Linked DNA regions of Mus musculus: region 2 is linked to region 1. Evidence: chromatin contacts called from public HiChIP or PLAC-seq data. All regions are on one chromosome and are shown on one strand. The core of a region is the stretch at or near the end of the contact, and the rest is flanking DNA. Distances in the headings are between cores, read along the strand shown. Region 1 holds the start of Ereg (epiregulin). Region 2 has its middle 16 kb from the start of Areg.

What was found. HiChIP or PLAC-seq counts read pairs in DNA pulled down with a chosen protein or histone mark.
Region 2: an HNF4G HiChIP or PLAC-seq map of pancreatic cancer cells shows a contact between it and region 1. The contact joins the enhancer-like site here to the promoter of Ereg in region 1. A contact is called at or near these places in 1 of 39 promoter capture datasets (macrophages), 2 of 484 Hi-C or Micro-C datasets (macrophages and muscle stem cells), 1 of 115 datasets of contacts at active chromatin or transcription factors (pancreatic cancer cells) and 2 of 9 other capture datasets (adipose tissue and pancreatic islet).

Annotation. Positions count from the first base shown.
Region 1 is chr5:91,069,788-91,076,729 of GRCm38.p6, forward strand. Ereg (epiregulin) reads left to right here and starts at 4,830. Exons shown (of 5, transcript NM_007950.2): 1 at 4,830-5,018. The coding sequence starts at 4,973. Gm19610 (a long non-coding RNA gene) reads right to left here and starts at 5,148. Exons shown (of 3, transcript XR_001784889.2): 1 at 4,887-5,148; 2 at 3,395-3,591.
Region 2 is chr5:91,120,111-91,127,125 of GRCm38.p6, forward strand. No RefSeq gene overlaps it. Among named protein-coding and RNA genes, the nearest start is that of Areg, 16 kb to the right of the region's middle. Within about 2 kb of position 3,506, at least 5 of the 459 cell types and tissues checked have an H3K27ac peak or open chromatin away from gene starts, as enhancers often do. A contact at or near this core is called in pancreatic cancer cells, where this site is marked.

The sequences.
Region 1 (6,942 bases), core at 3,580-6,079:
TGTGCAAATATACATACAGGCACCAATTTCAGGGGGGAAGAATTACAAAGTTTTCTAAGTTCGAGAAACTCTTGTTTAGTATGAAATAATTATTTTGGCATCTTCTTCCAGAGTGGACACATGTCTGTTGCATACTGAGTTCTTCAATACATGATAACAGTCATTGATGGTTGGTTTTATTTCCTGCATCACCTGAGTCCTATTCAGAAAGTCTCTCTCCAGTGCCTTCATGTCCAAGCACATTCCCTACTTTTCCTTTAGCAGCTTTTAACTATCAGATGTAGCTGGACTTTTGCTACTTTGTGGGTTCTTCTTTCTTCTACCCCTTTCCTTCCACCCTTTCAAACCTCTAACTCCAGATAGTAGAGGAAAAAGAATGGAGGGGAAAGGAAAGAGATCCTTGAATGAAGTCAGGAGTGGGAGGAAGGGGCCAACAGTATGGTTAGACTTGTCATGAAGGAATATTGAATTTTATCTAAGACTTTTTCTGTTACTATTGAGATGATCATGTGATTTTTGTCTTTCAGTTCACTTATGTGACAAATTATATTTATTGGCTTTTGAGCCAACTTGATCATGATGAATGATCTTACCCAGGTTTGTGAGCATTTTATTGAGGAATTCCCGGACATATATCTGAATTTAGCAGGAAGATCATGGTGTAAAGTTATCTTTTTTCTTCTTTTATACTTTTTTTTTCTTTATTTGGCTTTGATATCAGTATAATGCTGGCTTCATAAGAGTTTCGAAGCCTTCTTTCCTTTGCTACTTTAGGTAATAGTTGAGCAGTATTGGTGTTGTACTTGAGTTTCTGGTAGATTTTTGCAGTGAGTCCATCTGACCCTGCCTCAACCCCATTGGTAGAAAAATTTCTCTGGAATTAAGACAAATAACTAACAAACAAACTCTTATAAAACCAAGATGCCTCTATTCAGCAGAGTCTAGAGAAGAAGCAGCCACAGGGAAGTGAGGGCAGGGGTAGGGGATCTTTGAAATCTATGTCCTGGACTGAGGATAAATGGCCAGAGTATGAAACTAACTAAAAAAAAAAAAAAAAACATTAATAAAAAAATAACTCAGTAGGAAAATGAACTATGTGAGTGGACAAAGAGGCTACAAAAGAATAAATAGGAATGGCTAGAAAACACTTAAATTTTCAATATCATTAGCCAGCATTAAAACCATTCTAAGATCCTTTCTCATCTCAGTCAGAATGGCAATCATTAGGAAAACAAATAATACCATGCTGACATGGATGGGAATGGAGAACCTTTATGCACTGCCAGTGGGAACAGAGACTAGTGCAGTTCAGTGCAGAATATGAATATATTCTGGAGGCTTATCAGAAAATCAGACTAACTCATGAAACAGCCATGCTGCCCTGGGCATGTAATGGCTATACACACATACACACATATACACACACACGAGACACATACAGACACCTACATGCACACACATACACAAACACACAGGAGACATACAGGCACCTACATGCACACACACACACATATAATGGCTACACACACACACATACATACATATACACACACACATCTACATGCACACACAAACACACAGGAGACATACAGGCAGATACATGCAAACACACACATGTAATGGCTATACAGACAGACACAGACATACACACATACATGAGATACACACAGACACCAACATGCACACACACAAACATACACATAATAGCTACACACAGGCACATGCATACACATACAGGAGACACACACACAGATACCTACATGCACACACACACTATATTATACTACAGAGATACCTGAATATTCGTGTTCACTGCTGCTGTACTCACACAAGTTGGGAAATGGAAGCAGCCTATATATTCATCAACTGATGAATGGATACTGAAAATATGTAATATATGCACCCCAGAATCTTATCTATCAGCAGGTAAGTGGATGGCGCTGGGAAAAAAATTACATTGAGTAAAGTCACGCAGGCCCAGTGAGTCACAAAATAAAGCATATAAACAGAAGTGTGAAAAAGAGGTTTGCAGGAAAGGAGTTACCAGGGTTAGGAAGGAATTAAGAGAGGGTAGAAGAGGAAAAGACATGTATGAAAGTATGATCAAGGATGATACTAAAAGCACATGCTACAATGCCATAATGAACTCAGTGTCTTTTAAAAACTGAATATACTTACTAATCACAGTAAGAATTCAATGTCACATTTAAGTAATATTAAACATGTATATGTAATTTGTATATACTAACCTCTTAAGATGTCTTAAGACTACTAATCTCTTTAAAATAATTTCACATACATGTCAAATTGGGGATTGCTGATCGGGCTGATGTTTTAGCATCATCTTTCTAGTTGGAAAATTATAAATTTATTTTATTCTCCAACTGTTCAGCAGTCACTCGAACATGTTTCTGCCTTTAAGGGGAATTATGATTGTACCTTATACTATGTATGAAGTAACAATGAATGAAAATTGTTCCTTTTTTTTTAAATACAGAATACTATTTTGCGGAGGCAGCAGCAAACCTCTCCTGATGTGTCATGGTGGAGTCACGCTGGAGAAGTAATGGCTACAAAATTGAGTAAACACAGACCCAGTAAAGAAAAGATTTCCTCACACCATGTTAGAAGCCAGCCGGCTGAAGGGCATGTGCTGTGGAAATGTTTAAGAGACGTGTGAGGAATTTTCCCCTCATGCAGGCATCAGCCACAGAGTGAAAATCCATCTTGACTACAGATGGTGCCAGAGCTGGCCCTTTGCTGCCTGCTGTCAGTATGGCCCTGTTACTCTCCTACTCCATCCCTTTATTTTGTTTTATGAACAGAAGGCACAGCACTCCATCTAATGAAAGGAGGCAGGAACCAGAGTGAGTGAGTGAGCAAGGTCCCCTCTCCTCTCTTTCACTTATTGCAAGGGTACTTGTGCAGGTAGCACAAGTCACCGTGGAGGCTGGAGGCTGATGACTCCAGCTGATGACCCACTCTTTTGCTTTTATTCCTCAGGCACTTGAGCTATTTTTATTTTCAGCTCTAATTTGTAACCAAATCTCTTTTTCCTTATTCTGGTTTACCAAATGTATGACTCCTATAAGTGACCCACAAAGCTACAACCCATTACCAATGTTATATTACTCAGCTCTAGCCATTGATACACAGACAGACAGACAGACAGACAGACACACACACACACACACACACACACACACGTAAAAAATCACTGTGAAGCTCCTTACCATCTGCCCTTTCAACAAATTGGAGTCAACAGAGAAAGCTTGCCTACCTGTAATCTATTGTTCCTGGATTTCCCTGGACTTGTAAATATTGATTAACTACCAAGTACCCCTTAGGAGTGGGCATTTGCAGGTAAGAGTGGGAACTTTCAGGGAGCACTGACCTTCTAGGCACTGTGCTTAACACGCCCCTTATCTTCTCCAATAGTTAACTAGTCTTAAGCCTCCTTCATCATGAGCCGGGGTAGAAAGACTGAGCAGGCTTTTCAAGGATTTCCATTCAAATGTTTAAGTCTTCACCACGAAAAGAATGCAGTATTGCTTTCCAACAACAAAATGTGCGGACACTCAAAGACCTTGACTTAAGGGAGAGAAAATAACAGGAAAAAAAGAATTTATAAACAATCCATTTTCTAATTTTGAGCTAGAAAATCAACAAATGTACTAGGCAAAAATCATTCAGATTCCATTTTCCATCCCAATCTCTTTGTGTGTTAAATTGACTATTCCTAATCTCTCCAGAGGAATGTAACTAAAACCCAGAGGGAGGAAAAACCCCTATGTCTGTAGAGATATGAAAACCAGACTTATAAATAAAAACCAAAGCATACACAGTCATTTAACCAGAAGCGCAGGGCCTAATCTAGATTCTATGAATCAAGGGAAAAGGTATCTCAAACCAGACAAGATCCCTGTGAACTCACACATCCCGGGCCTCGAGAGCCACGCTAAATAGACTAATTCGCCTAGTTCCTCATAAAAGGCAGCCTTTCCCCCAAGTATGACTCCATCAGCAATGGGAGGAAACTGCGAAGAAGCAGAAATGGTGAGGTGGTGAGCCAATTTGTCTGACAAACTAGTGCGAGCTCAGATAAGGACCGATTCAAGTTTGCATTTGAGACAGGCACAGAGAACTGGAAAGTTGTTGTAGCAAGGAGTGCTGGATTAAGGCAGTGTTTGGAGTTGTTAACTCAAAAAATTTGCCAATAGATAGCAAATAGGACAGAACGGACAAACAATATAGGGCTTTCTTCATAATTACTAGACTTTGAGGTGATAAATGTCTGAATCACATTGGAAGCTGAGGGGCTGAGAAGGAAGGCGTGAGGGTGAAAGGCATTTCCGGGCATTTGAATAGGAGCAGAGAGCTCTGGAGCCAGTGACATGCTTCAAGTATGTTCCCAAACAGGGAGTTATTCCGGCCTGAGTTGGCAACTCAACTCTCCAAAAGTATGCGCTGGAAACACAGCCCTGACTACAACAGTCACCCACAGCAACTAAAGCCACCCACTACCCGGCAGATGACCCCATAGAGCAAACCAACCCATCTGGTCCAAGCTCCCCACCTCCTCGGGGCTTGAGTCCGAAGACAAGGAGGATGGAAAAGTTTGGGGAGTAGCCACACTAGAAGGACATTCATTCCTGAAACCCTCCTCTCAGGTGTTCCTGAGAGGGAGGATGACATCTGGCCAGTCCTCCGCTGGCCACCACTCCTCCCCCCGGGGGGTGGCATTAGGAAACCCTGGACAACCCGCTAGTAAGTCCTCGCGTGCCTAGGCACCTCCCCAGACTTATAAAGGTCGCTGCGCTGCGCCGAGTAGCTCAGCTCACTTGCCTGGCTGCTCAGAGTCACAGCGACTTGGTGGGCTCTGGTACCTGGATCAGCTCGGTTCCAACTCAGCCACAGGCACCTTGCTCCCGCTGGCCGCCGCGCACTCCGCAAGCTGCACCGAGAAAGAAGGATGGAGACGCTCCCTGCCTCTTGGGTCTTGACGCTGCTTTGTCTAGGTAAGCCCTCGACGCCCCCAAGAGGAGAAGAGGGGGAGGAAGGCGCGGTGCATTTGTCATAGGACAAGTATGGAGTTGTTAAAGTGCGCTCAGTCTAAGAGGATGTCTTCTGTGAGTCTGTCTTTCTCACTGGCGGGGCTGGGGAAGTGCGGGATGGTGCGACTTGGTCGGTTGACGTTGCTTTTTGTCGATAAATTCATGACTAGTTTATGTTATGCATGAATTAATATCAATTTTACTGAAAAAAACTTTTTAAAAGTTTTAAAGGTTTTCTCCCCCCCTCCCCGCCCCCACTTTCTTTTGAAAATTGAGCAGTTCTAGAACCCCAAAGGTATGGACAGTATCTCTGATAGATAATGATTTACTTTCTTAGGGTGGTGCAGGAAGAGATTGCTTCAGCCTGCTAGAGACCTTTGTGCAAAGGACCAGTTTACAACCAGGGGGCTCTGGGATGTGCCTGCTCCAGCAGGGCTGCTGGGGCCAAGGCTACCTGGTCAGGTCCAGGAAGCAACTGCCAACAGACTTCTCACCTGCTGCTTTCCCCAGCAGCCCCTGCCTCCCAGGCTTAAAGATGGGTAGTTTAGAGAGGTTTTTGTTTGTTTTATGGGTAGTTTTCTTGTTTGAAATGAGTTAGCTCTGTGGGCAGGGGCACAAATGTGGGAATCCCATTATTTGCAAAGTTTCTCTCTCTCTCTCTCTCTCTCTCTCTCTCTCTCTCTCTCTCTCTCTCTCTCTCTCTCTCTCTCTCTCTCTCTCTGCTTTATTTTGTTTAACCAATTGTCCCTAATTTCTTAAGTGCCAGATGATTTAAGAGTTATATATAAACTTTCCCAATAGATGAACGTTTTAATAAGGAAATAAAAGTTATCAATCCCACATTCTTCTTGAACTTGCAATGAGACAAATTTCCCTGAGACGCTTCCTGTGCAGGATGCGACAGTTAAATTATTATTTTGACACGCCTTACAGGGGTTGGGAACCCTAATGAAGTACATACTATGCATACTTAGAGATTACACGTTTAAGGGCAAGAACCCAAGTGGAAACTGGATCTGTGGTTTCTGTCAAAAATGAGCTAAGAATGCCTTGCTAGAAGAGCAATTTTAAGCAACGTGGCTTCACTGTGTTTAGTTTAAGGTCTCTGAAAAGGATAAACTCCAATCGGTGACAGTCTTCCTCAAGTTAGGCATGAACCTAAAGGTCACAGTGGTGGAGTGACTTTGTTTTTCCACTTACAAGGTGTATCCAGACAATGCAACTGTCTATTCTGTGCATCTCAGTGGATATGCTAATGTGGGATAGCAAGAGTCTGTGAATAATGGGGTTGCTAGCCGCCTAGTGCGGGGTGTGCTGTGTGTGTTTTTGTTGTCATGAAAGTGCTTAACTCCTTTATTGCAGTCCTTAATTACAGTTCACCTGTTTCATCAGGCGCCAAGCCCGGTTCCAAATGAGCTAGGTCAGTTTCTGTTCTCCCAGTCTGTTGAGATACTTCTTGTCACTAGAAAAGTTCCTGTTTGGAGTTCTACATTGTACCTTTATAGCCTGGTATGTAGGCAGGTCTTATTGTTTCAGTACAAAGCATAGAGAAGGAGAAAGAAAGAAAGAAAGAAAGAAAGAAAGAAAGAAAGAAAGAAAGAAAGAAAGAAAGAAAGAAAGAAAGAAAGGAAGGAAGGAAGAAAGGAAGAAAGAAAAAAAAGAAAGAAAGAAAGCCACTTGATATTGGAATTTGTACTCCTCCTTAAAGAAAAGATTGCCTAGAAATCACACTTTGTCCCTCTAAGGAAAGTGATATTTTAGACTTACGCATACTTTTATTGCTTTTGTGGAATGCCTGTGCATTTATGATTATGAGAGATTTCCCATCCCTAACGTATGCAGTTTCAAGTAGCTACTACATACAGCCATTTCACTACTATTATATTTG
Region 2 (7,015 bases), core at 2,256-4,755, 49 kb after region 1:
CGCTGATCTACCAACCTCTTCTAGGCAGTTTGGCTGCTCCAAAAAGAGCTCTTGGCAGTCCTTACTGCTTATTTAAGCGCAAATGTGTCTGGTCAGTTTCGGGGACTTCCTGAAGCTTTGGAGTTGTTTCTTTATTGATTGAAGGGGCCTTTCATTAGAACATCCTGAGTCTTAAGGAGCTTCCCAAGAGAATGGGATGTTTCATCTCCCTTTGTAACACAGTGGGTCTAAAGAGATTCTCTGTATCATCAAAAGTTTTATCTTAGAGAAAATTGCTACATACTATTCCACCCCTTCCTTCAGGTCTTAGATTCTGGCCTCTTAAGCAATGTTTCTGTGCTTTGAAAGGGGAGACAAAGAAATCTGGCTATTTTTTTTTTTAACTTTACTGGAAAACCAAACATTCACATATTTTTATGTCCATTTCCAGAACATAGCTGGTGGTGCATCATGGTGGAATTTTTCTCTGTTACAGAGAAAGAGAAGACAGAAAATGAGAAACAAGGATACCCAAGATATAAGATATAATTTGCTAAACACATGAAACTCAAGAAGAATGAAGACTGAAGTGTGGACACTATGCCCCTCCTTAGATTTGGGAACAAAACACCCATGGAAGGAGTTACAGAGCCAAAGTTTGGAGCTGAGATGAAAGGATGGATCATGTAGAGACTGCCATATCCAGGGATCCACCCCATAATCAGCATCCAAACGCTGACACCATTGCATACACTAGCAAGATTTTATTGAAAGGACCCAGATGTAGCTGTCTCTTGTGAGACTATGCCGGGGCCTAGCAAACACAGAAGTGGATGCTCACAGTCAGCTAATGGATGGATCATAGGGCTCCCAATGGAGGAGCTAGAGAAAGTAGCCAAGGAGCTAAAGGGATCTGCAACCCTATAGGTGGAACAACATTATGAACTAACCAGTACCCCGGAGCTCTTGACTCTAGCTGCATATGTATCAAAAGATGGCCTAGTCGGCCATCACTGGAAAGAGAGGCCCATTGGACACGCAAACTTTATATGCCCCAGTACAGGGGAACACCAGGGCCAAAAAGGGGGAGTGGGTGGGCAGGGGAGTGGGGGTGGGTGGGTATGGGGGACTTTTGGTATAGCATTGGAAATGTAAATGAGCTAAATACCTAATAAAAAATGGAAAAATAAAAAATAAAAAAAATATAAAAAAAAAAAAGAAAGAAAATGAGAAACAGAAAAGTCTCGACTGAGACACTGACAGTAGCAATAACCCACAGTGAGAAGCACGGATATAAGGATGCTGCTTAGACAGTGCACAATATTTATTTAAAGCCAAACTGGCTGACTTTCCCACTAGATCCTATAGTTTTTCTGGCCACAGGTTTTTGTATAAGTTCCTGGTACCAGATACTGTGTAGTGGTTCTTAAATCCAGTCAGAAAGCTAATTCTGTCTACTGTCTATTGGCACATTCTTGTTTGACACGTCCACTATGAAGAAAATAGAATGCAGAACCTATGCCTGAGTGGAATTTAGGGTTATGGTTCTCTCCAGAAACCTTAGTAAGCCCTACTTGTATAGCTGCTATCCTGCAAGACCGAGGTATTTTCTGTTCAGTCATTACCTTACTTCTCTAAGTCCTGCAACCAAAGTATAGGATACCTTAAGCAATAAGATTTAACACTCGCTTCTGCAATGCAGCCAATAGCAATAGCCTTTATTGGGTTGGGAGCATTTAGGTTCTTCCATGGCTAACAATGGAAGAGATGGCCAGCCCATTCCCTGGGGTTTGTAATTACCAATCTTGTTGCTTTAGGAAGTGTTTAGTTTTAATTATAATTTTTTAAACATTTACACACCAAAGATACTGTGAATTTTTTTCAGTCATCTTGATAGTTATCATCTGTGTCTTACTTAACTTAAAAATTCCCAAGAATTTTACAGTTACATTTGACTCCTGTGTAGTTTGTGGGCTAATCATGTCTCTTAAAGGTATATTGGTTATATATATCACTTAGCAATTTTCTTTTTGCAGAGGATGAGCAGGACAACAACACAAAGCCCTGGATCACCATCTCATGCTGAATAGGGGTTGTGAAGATAACTTTGGTGAAGTGCTCTTAAAGTCCATTGTCATCTATTCTGAGCAGCTGTCAGATGGAGTTGAATAGTTAAAGGGATAGAGGAAAGAAGTATCAGAATCATCTAATATTGTAGTACTTAGTCTCTGTGGTGGATGGTTACCGCACACCCAACCCTCCCAGGAGTGATCCAGTTTTCACAGGTCATAGCAGGCTGTTGAAAGGTCTATGGGCTGGAGGAATAATTTCTGTTTTGACTCCATGATGTTTTCATAATTTTGTCATATCCCCCAAGCAGTCTACCCGATTTGATATTCTCCACTCTAATAGGAGTTGATTTCAATTTTTTCCAACCACACAGGATTGCTTTCATAGCTCCCATCCTCCAGAGAAAGTCCCCAGTGGCATCCCAGTGGTATACTCCCACCCCTAAAAGTCCCCTTGCTGTGGAGAAATAGATACCCTCTACCCCGAGGAAGGAATAGCCTACCCCTAGGAAAAGCTTAATCCTTTTAAACTATATTGTTTTATATTTATGTCCATCAGTTGGTTTTTGTTCAACCTGACACCCATAGGATTCATAGAAACCAAGACACACATGATGCTACAGCACCTACCCACGCCCAAATACCTTGTAACATCAATTTAAAAAAATAAATCTATAATTTAATATAGGGCAGGGCTTTCAGTCACCTGGATTGAACCTCCCTTTGAGAGATGCCCTAGCCAACTCTGCTAAAGGAGAACCTGGGGAGGGTCCCACTCCTGGAAACCTCAGTCTTCCACAGTGGGGTGTTGGGGTGGTTCAGTGGGGGACTGCCTGCCCCTCTAGTCTGTTCTTACTTATTTTTTTTTTTTTTGCACTAAGTAGAGCCAGTTCACATGCTGATCTAAGTCCATCTCTGTAGGAAACTCTCTATGTAGGGAATATGTGACCCTCTCCTAAAGCGTCCCTGACTTTACTAAAGACCTAATATCAGACTCACCAAAGCCACTAAAGCTGCACTGTAGCCCAAGGTCCCTGATAAATCAACATTTTCCCCAAGTTTTGTGAGGAAAGTTATTTAGTACAGTGAACTGGCTAGCAAACAACATTTTTCTTTAGTTTGTTTTTTTTTTTTTTAATCATCATTCATATTATTTTTTATTGCTCTTTACTGTCCAACTCCTTCAATGGTCTCCAAGCCTCTGGATCTAAGAACAGGCTCTTCAGCACGTGTAAAACTTGCACTCTTTTTCTTTGTACCACAACAACTGCAAGAAGCAGGAAGGTAGCATCCCCTCCGCATCCTCTCTCACTCAAGCAAATTCACGTGGAGATCTGTTTTGGCCTTAGACACCTTTGTCATTACACAGAGCAGTGGCCACATAACCTCTGTGGCAGCCTGTTCACACTACCATTCCTTCTGTATTACTCTTGTGTACCAAGATAAACGTTCTGACCTTTCACCTGGTTTAGAGTATATCTATACACACTCTGCAGACTTGACTCATCAAGCAGGCAGGTCCCTCCATGCTAAATAGAGAACAACAGTCTCATTAGGATCCCCATTTCAAGGACTCCCCACCAAGACTTTCCTTCTGGAGAGAGTGTTCAGCCTCGGTTATATGTCTTGGCACACATCATATGTACCATACAATTATGACATAGCAAGAAGGCACACAATTTCTACACTACAAGATATTCAAAAATATTCTGAACTCAGGAAATCTGAACAATGTGACTGTCTAAACAAACACTAAAAAAATGGCACCATCAACTGGCATATTGATGTGGATCGAGGTGATCTCACAAGGCCTCACCCCTAACTATAGAGCTTAATGCTGTAGGTGTAGCTGACTTCACTCTCCCAAACCTCCCTTCAAATTGTTATATGTGTTATAGATCAGGAGCAGCTTTGGTCTTTGTTCCTCTTCATTAGTCATGGAGTCATGCTTATCTGCCTGTACTACCAACACTTTATCAAGCTACTAATTTCTACTCTAAAAACGCTTTTGAGCACATACTGTGTGTCTCATGTTATGCTAGCTGTATTACTTCATAGAGATCAAATACATTAGATTGGGGGGGGGGCAAGAGATTTGGGCTTAGAAACTATCTCTATGCAGGAAATATGTGACCTCTAGAAAGCTACTTCATGACTTGGTTTCCTGTGTGAGACAATATTGAAATTAGCTTTACAGGGCTTTATGACTATCACAGGAAACAAATCAATTAAATGCTTAGAACAGGAACTCGTAAATGTTATCTAAACTGTATGATCACATCTACTTATACAGGTTCTTTCCAGTAATGTGAATGCATTACAGTAATGTGAATGTGAACTCAGGCTACTGGTTTCAGAATCAGCAGTAAATTATGAATTATTTTATGGTATAGTAAACAATAGAACTGTGTGACAGATAATATTATTTACTAAGTACGTCCAGTGCATTTAAAATGGACCTTGGAAATATGGGTGGTGAACAAACAGATATTGCACACCCTGGTTCTATTTTTGCAACTTATCCTTATTTGGATACAGTTATTCTCATTCTTGGTAGCTCTCCGGGTATCTTTGCCCATAGCTTTGGTTTTAAATGGAAAGTTGTCATTGCATGAGCTTGTCGTGTAAATCTGGCTTTGAAAAGGACATAAACTCATTCAAGTGAGAAGTATAAGATAAAGACGATATAAGGAATGTAAATTAATTCAATCAGTGTCTATGAAGTAAAGACGGTAATTCGGTGTTCTTGGTTTGGTTACTAAGTACTTGCTATACAGTTCATTCAGCGAACACTGAAAACATGCCATGCTCTGAGCACCGTGAGACCAGGGGAAGAAAGGCAGCCTGGCTGTCAGGCTGACATGGCACTGCTGCCTACATCTTTATGTCCTACTACTGAGAACATTTTCTCTTACCGTTAACTCCATACAAGGCCACTCAAGGCAAGGGAGGATTACGGCAAATGCAAGATCATCATAGGTATGACTGTACATAGACAAACCTAACCACTGTTCAAACCACAACGTATCAAACACTCCATTCACCTGACATATAGGTGGCCTATGGTTCTTAATTACTATAGCCATAGCCTGTCTCAAACTATAGGACTTGGTAAGAGACTTGTGCCAGTCTCATAGCATCCAACCATAAGCAAAGCTCCACTTCCTTAAACCCTCCTCAGGCTGCCAAACATGAGCTCAAATGCTCCACATCTTTTCTTACAAGTTCTCACATGGCTTTCCGTGGAGTCTTTCTTGATGCTACTTTTAGTTGGGTTCCTGGTGTTCTCTGCCTGCAGGAGATTGGTGTAGATGGGGAGTATCACAGAATACAACATAGACTACTGCCTACTAGATTGTCTGGCATTGGCCTCAGTGGCACTAATTATAAAACCTAAAATAATGGCATCCGCAAGATAAAAGTTATGTAAGATGAGTCTAGAGCTAAAACATGTATATGCATACAGCTGGAGTGTCTTTTTCAAGTCAGAAATTCTGGCTCATTGCTTATTTTCCACAAAACGAACCTGAGTATATCAGTTTGAGGGTCAATGCATAGTCTAACATGACTCCTGGAGATTCAGCCAAGTGTTCATATGCTAGGCAGCTGAGAAGACTGGAGAGAGAAGATGACAGTAATGTGTCCCACACCATCAATGATGTCCTTCAACAGACCTTTCAAGAAATTACACCATCAATTTGTTTGTCAAGGCCCGGACATTTCACTAACAGGATTTTGGCCACCATCAATTTTAAGGAAGTCTGGAGAATGTAATGTTAGCTGAGCACCTTGCCAGTGGGCATGATCCTGGGACTTGGTTACTAAGGAAAGAGAGAAAACAGATGCTTAAGAGGTGAGCACCCAATTACTGGCTCAGTAATTAGTACAGTCACAAAAAAACAAACAAACAAGCAAACAAACAAACCTCACTTATCCTTTTATGTGTAAACACTTTAGTTTATGACAAAAACATATCCACTACCAAAAGACTGTACTCATAGCAGAAATGACCTGATTTTGTAGAAATAATGGCATGATGACATCACAGTTGGAAACATCTGTACTGCTGAACAGGAATCATGGAAAAAGGATACCTCTGTAAGGAGGGTGGTGCTTGAAGCACAGATGCTGGGGGATGCCAGCAATAAAGCTGTTTGAGATGGAATGCTGATGGCAGGAGTCACTCCTCTTGCCATCAGCATTCGGAATACCCTAGAATTCTTACAGACTTATTGTCTTAGTTAGGGTTTTACTGCTGGTAACAGACACCATGACCAAGGCAACTCTTATAAGGGCAACATTTAATTGGATCTGGCTTACAGGTTCAGTGGTTCAGTCCGGTATCATCAAGGTGGGAACATGGCAACATCCAGGCAGGCACTGTGCTTTCTACATCTTCATCTGAAGGCTGCTAGCAGAATACTGGCTTCTAGACAGCTAGGCCGAGGGTCTTAAAGCTCACATCCACAGTGACACACCTACTCGAATAAGGCCACACCTTCTATTAGTGCCACTCCCTGGGTCAAGCATAGACAAACATTTCACTTCCTGGCCCCATAGGTTTGTTCAAACATATGAGTCTATATATTTAATTCAACTTCAAAAGTCCCCATAGTCTATAGCAGTCTCAACAATGTTAAAAGTTCAGACTCTTCTGACATCCAATCACTTAACTGTAATTCTCAAAGCAAGACAGGAAACCAGTTGGGGAAATTCCAAACTCTGCATCTACATGGCTGATGTTAAAGCAGTTTTCAGCTTTCACATCATATTTTTCATCTTTGTTGACTGCAACAAAGTTCTTTCCCCTGGGCTGGTTCCACTCCCTGTTAGCAGCTTTTCTCAGCAGATATCTCACAGCTCTGGCAAACTGAACATCTTGGGGCCTCCAAGTCACCTTCAACTTTACAGACAATATTCCAATGTCTAGGATACACACATGATCTTCTGGGCTTCTCTAACAGGCT